Regions from separate parts of the Ovis aries genome. Here region 2 is linked to region 1. A link is a contact called in public Hi-C data. All regions are on one chromosome and are shown on one strand. The core of a region is the stretch at or near the end of the contact, and the rest is flanking DNA. Distances in the headings are between cores, read along the strand shown. Region 1 holds the start of COL5A1 (collagen type V alpha 1 chain). Region 2 has its middle 110 kb from the start of RXRA.

The links. Hi-C and Micro-C count contacts between places; a contact is called where the count stands out from the background.
Region 2: a Hi-C map of tail adipose tissue shows a contact between it and region 1, with 6 times the contacts expected there. The contact joins the enhancer-like site here to the promoter of COL5A1 in region 1. A contact is called at or near these places in 9 of 16 Hi-C or Micro-C datasets (hypothalamus, liver, mesenteric adipose tissue and 5 more).

Annotation. Positions count from the first base shown.
Region 1 is chr3:1,692,424-1,695,123 of ARS-UI_Ramb_v3.0, forward strand. COL5A1 (collagen type V alpha 1 chain) reads right to left here and starts at 1,323. Exons shown (of 66, transcript XM_027966118.2): 1 at 797-1,323. The coding sequence starts at 923.
Region 2 is chr3:1,833,290-1,835,989 of ARS-UI_Ramb_v3.0, forward strand. No RefSeq gene overlaps it. Among named protein-coding and RNA genes, the nearest start is that of RXRA, 110 kb to the right of the region's middle. Within about 2 kb of position 1,427, at least 11 of the 54 cell types and tissues checked have an H3K27ac peak or open chromatin away from gene starts, as enhancers often do. A contact at or near this core is called in tail adipose tissue, where this site is marked.

The sequences.
Region 1 (2,700 bases), core at 73-2,572:
TGTTGGAAGACCTACCCCGCGGGACAGGCAACCGCAGAAGTGATGCTTGGACACCCCCGAGGGCAGGAAAGTGTGTGGGAGGCAGTGGGGGCGGCAGGCATCCAGGCAGGCTCCCTGTGGGTGCTGGCCGGCTGGTCGCCGCCCGCAGGAGACGGCTCCTTCTAAGGGCAGACCTCTGGCAGAAGTCCCGTCAGTGCATCATGTAAACGCTGGCAGCCCAGGCCCGGCAACATCTCCCCGCCCCGCCGTGCGCCTGGAATCCCGTCTTTGGGCAGCAAACTCTAGAAAACCTTCTTCCCAGGAGAAGTCGGGAGATGGCGGGGGCTGCGTTTCTGGGATTCCCGTCCCCCGCCCTCCACCCTCGCGTCCCCTATTCCCGGGAGGCCCGGCCAGAACTGACCCGCTGTGACTCTAGGGGGCGACCCTTCCCGGGTTTCAGGAAAGGAAGTCGTGCTGCGCGCCTGCGATGTGGGACACAGAAGGTAAAGTTTCGGGACAAAAGTCTGCCTGCCTGGCGGACAGCCCCTCCGGCGCATCCTACGCGGAGCCCCAGCCTCGGGTCCCCCGACAGCCCCGGCGGTCGGCCCGTTTGGCGCGGGGGAGGGCTGTGCCGGCGCGCCCCCCTCTCCGGGGCCCCCAGCTAACGGCATTCGGAGTCTCGGGCCGCGCATTCCACAGCCAAGCGGGGAAGGTCGTGCAGGCGCAGAAGAGGCCGGGCGCCCGGGGATGACAGCCGTGCCGGCCCCGGCGGCCACCGGCCCCCGGCCCCCAGAGCCCCGGCGCCCCGCGCCCTTACCTGCGCGGCTCGGAGGCGGCGCCCACAGCAGCAGCAGCAGCAGCAGCAGCGGCGGCGGCAGCGGGGACAGCAGCGGGGCGCCCGGGCGGAGCGGGCTGCGCGCTTTCCAGCGGGTGTGGAAGTCCATGCCGGAGGGGCGCGCGGTGCGGGGCGCGGGGCGGGCGCGCGGGGACGCACGGGGCGCGGGGCACGGCCCGGGCAGCGGACTCAGCGGGGCCGGCACGGCCTTAGGAAGTCATGGGAGCAGCCGCCGGCCCGTGCTCTTTGTGGCCGTGGCCCCCGGGAGGGTCGGCTGGCGCGCTCGCCCACGGCCGGGAGGGCTCGACCTCGGTCCGCGGGGCGCCGGGACCCCGCTCGGCTCGCTGGCCCCGGCCTCCTCGCCCCCTCCGGTTCCTTCTGGCCTCCTCCTCGCCGCCGCCGCCCCGCGACTCGCTCCCCTGGGCGCTGCGCTCGAGTGCGGTCCGGCGCCGGCCGCGGGGACGAAGGAGGAGTGCGACCTCGCCTCGGGCGCCGAGCACTTTTCCCCCTTCCCCTCCCGCCCTCGCTCCTGGAAGGCACCCGCGGAGGCCGGGGCTCCCCGGCGCCCGCAGCAAATCAGAGCAGCCGCTGGGCTCGGCCGGGCCGGCCCCCGCTTCCCACTGGGCGCCGCGGGCGGGGAGGTGGGGCCAGCGGGCGAGTGGCGGCGAGGAAGGGGCTGGCCCGGGCCGGGCGGGGACCCGAGCGGGCACGGCGCCGGCTCTGCCGGCGTGCGCGCGCGGACGGAGCCCCCCGAGGCCGATCCTGGACCCCCACTTTTCCCGCCCCGGGTGCCCACCCCTGGCCAAGCCCCAGAACCAGTGTGGAGGCGCCCTGAGTTCGAGCATTTGGAGTTAAAAAAAGTTGCATCTCACCCCGCCTAGCTTTTTTCACGTGCTTGGAGTTGAGAGCTCCTCTTCTGGGTGGAGACTGGACTTCCAATCCAGCCAGATCGGGGCGCCCAAGACTGCAGCAGGCGCGTCCACCCCTACCCACGACCCGCTGTCCACCTTCCCGCATGGCAGGCTGGGCATCCGTGCCCACGCTGAGGTCTGGACTCCCGAGAAGTCCTCGGGGGGAGCTTGGAGATCACACATCTGGGATATTAATCAGGCGGAGGTCGCCAGCACCCCTCCCCCCTCTCTCCTCCTGCGTGGAGACCCCTCTGCCAGCAAAAAGGGAAGCCAAGGAGACACGTGTTTGGGAGGTGACAGCCGCAGAGGATGAGGGCTAGGGACCCTGCTGCCCCAGACCACCGTGGCGTACTGCCTCTCTTCCTCCACGCCATTAAGCCTCAGAGAGGTCTCCCTGGAGCCTACAGGCTGCGGTGGGTGGCCGCAGCCCCTTCCGTTTGGTTCCCCCAGCCCAGAAATATCCACCCCGCCCCCTCAAAAGTCTGCTGAAGCCTCCCTCAGACCCCTTCCCAGAAGAGCAACGGTGCTAGTTTTTAAAGTGGAGGGAAGATGAGTCAGGGGGCTTTTCAGAACCCAAGCCATCCCCTCTGCTTTGAACAGACGGTTCAGCCACTGACGCTGAAGCAGTGTTGGGACCTCCGCCCCCAGCTCCCAGACTGAAGGTGAAATTCCGCAAACGCCCTTCAGTTCCAACAGGGAGGGAGGGGAGGAGGGGAGAGGTTGGGTCTGCGGGCACCGCCATGTGCTGCCTCTCACGCCGGCCATAGGTCACTGGGGCTACCCTGGGGGGCCCACATCTGCCCACGTGCTCTCGGAGGTATTCAGCACCGCTCAGGTAAAGGACGAAACGCACAAAGTGAAATGTTCTCTCTGGTTTGGATAGTTCTTTCTTGGATAGCTCTTTCTTGCTGTTTTGCAGCCTGCATAAATCACATCTGTGGTCTGGGTGGGTGTGCGCTGTGTGAACAGGTATGT
Region 2 (2,700 bases), core at 177-2,676, 140 kb after region 1:
AGGCCCCAGCCCATGAGTCAAGGCTCTGCTGCACCACAGCTGAACCGCGTCCCAGACAGGCGGCCCCGCCCCGCCCCCCACCCCGTCCTGAGCCAGGCTTTGTCCCCCTCCAGTCACAGCACTGGCCCCTCCAGGCTGAGCCCCACCCCCAGGCACTGTGGCCCCTGGGCCTCCAGCCCACCCAGCCCCGGCACCCCATGCAAGTCCCCCGCACCTCAGGATGCAAACCTCCTCCCCACAAAGGGGGCCCTTTGGAGCAAGGCTGCTCAGGGGCGACCTGGAGGCTGGCTGCGGGCCCTGGGCCCTTGCCCTCGGGCCTGGCACCGTCAGCTGCTAGAAAACGCGGGTCGATTAGAATCTGCCTTCCTCCAGCCGGCGTCCACCCAGCCTCACCGTCACCAGGCTTTTCTGCAAAGTTTCTTTCAAAACGCACTTGGGAGAGCAAATGTGGAGACGACAGCTAAGCCAGGCCACCGTTCAGACCCCGGCGGACTCCACAGAGGCCAGGGCATGTGGCCCTGGGGGCTCTGCAAGTGGTGGGAGGCCCTTCCTCCCCGGTGGGGGGCCTACCTCTAGGGACCGAGGGCTCTGAGGCTGCAGTGACCTTGTCCTGAGGCTCAGGCTCTGTCAGGGTTGGGGAGTGTCCACGGAGCCCCTGGAATTTTGGAGAAGGGGGCCTCATATCCTCTCCTGTGGAGCCAGGGCCATGTCAGTTCCTGCCGTGTTCCGGGACCCCTGGAGCCCCCATCCGGAGAGGCAGGGTCCTCACCAGAGCAGCCCCGAGCAGGAGGGACGGGGTGGGTCCTTCTCACTCCCCCTCCAGCGCCCACGGTAGCTGGGACCGGTGGACAGACACCGTGAGGGTCCCAGGCTTCGGCACAAAGCTGCAAGGCTGACTTTGCAAAGTGCAGGGGCCTGAGTGTGCTTGGAGTGGGGGGGTGGGCTGAGGCCCGGGACAACCCCACAGCCCGGGGGATCCTCCCGACGTCAAGGCTGGAGGCCCAGCAATGCCAGGATTCTCTCCATCCCGGGGCCTGCGGCCCTCCACTCTCAGCGGGGGTGGGACACACTGAACTGTTCCGAAGGGGCCCAGGGCTGTGTCACGTGGGCAGTCCTGTGTCCAGAGGCCCCTGGACGTCTTCAGATGCCGGACACTGCGCGGGGCTCCCTTTGACCTTGACCTCTCTCCCATCCATGGTCTCACTCTGCCCTCCTTCTGGTCCCCTCCTGTCCCCCTGGGTCAGGCCACGGAGCTGAGGCCGGACAGCCTGGGATGCCCAGGGCGGCGGACCTCGGCCCCTGCCCCCACGGCTCCTGCCTTTCTGCCAAGACCCCTGTGGGCCATCCGCTGTCCTGGCTCACAGGCCGGGAGCTTGCTGGGACCGACTTCATGTGGTGTGTGTCCCAGAACCAGGGCGAGCTTCATTTTTTCCCACTGACGTCACCCGGCACGGTTTGAATCCGAAGTGACTTCGAAACCCTCAGAGACATAACTGCAGTTGTCTTTGCAAAGTGGAATCAGATGGTTTTTCCAAACCTCCCCAGCCCCTGCCTCCTCCCCGACTCCCTCTCGCTCTCTCTCTCTCTTATTATGTTCCTTGGACAGCGGCCAGATGTTCCCTGCAACAGCAGCCCTCCAAAACGTTACAGAAAGAGCGTGCGCGCAGCTTCCTGCCGCTGGGGTGGAAGCGGCGACGTGGCAGGGCGGGGGTGGCGGCCAGGCTGCAGGCCGGGGGGAGGCGTCGGTCTCCAGCCAGGCCCCGGGTCCCAACCCACAGGGCACAGTGGGCAGCGCCCATCCCCGGACGTGGGGCCTGGGCCAGGGCGGGGGCCAAGTGCAGGCCACGGCCGGGGAAAGAGCGGGGTTCTAAGACCGGGCTCCGGGCACAGGCTGACCCCGGGGCGCCCTCAGCTCCATGTCTCCATGGCGTCCAGGGCCCTTCATGCCCAGCAGCCTCTCCCAGGGCTGCCTTCAGGGCCGGCCGCACCTGGGCCAGCTCACCTGAACACAGGCGCACAGGCCCCCTGGGGCGGGCGGCGGGGCCTGGCAGGAGGGCCAGCGTCCGTCCCAGACGGAGGCAGAGGCCAGAAAGCATGGGAGCGGCAGCCTGGATGGACCCAGCGTCGGGGCCCGAGGCGCGTCTGGGGGAACTGGCACACGGGGGCCCCCGGAGGGAAGGTCAGGCCTCCCCGATCTCCTGGACGCCACCAGAGCCTTAGCACAGGCAGCTCGGAGCTTCCCCTGAGCTGGGGGAGCTCCCAGAGGCACCGCAGCCCAGCCCAGCCCACCCCCGACAAGGCAGAACCCACACACGCGCATGCACACACACACGGAGCCCCATCTTCCCAGCAGCCCCCTCGTCCTAGGTGCTTCCAGGTTCAGAATGGGGGGTGCCGAGGCTGCGCCCCAACCCCAGTCAGCAGGAGCCCACCCAGGGAGGGCGCCCCACCCCCAGGAACAGTTTGGTTCTCCCTGGAGAATGTAGGGTGCCACGTGGACGCCCGGTGGGCAGAGCTGAGAGCACAGACAGCAGAGAGGAGTCAGGGTCAAAGGTCCAAGCGCCCCAGCATCTGAAGACGTCCTGCAGGGGCCTCTGGACACAGGACTGCCCACGTGACACAGATGGGACAGCCCCCCCCCCCAGGGCCGGTCAACAGGGTGGCTGACCCTGGCCCCCCCGAGCTCCAGACCACCCTAGG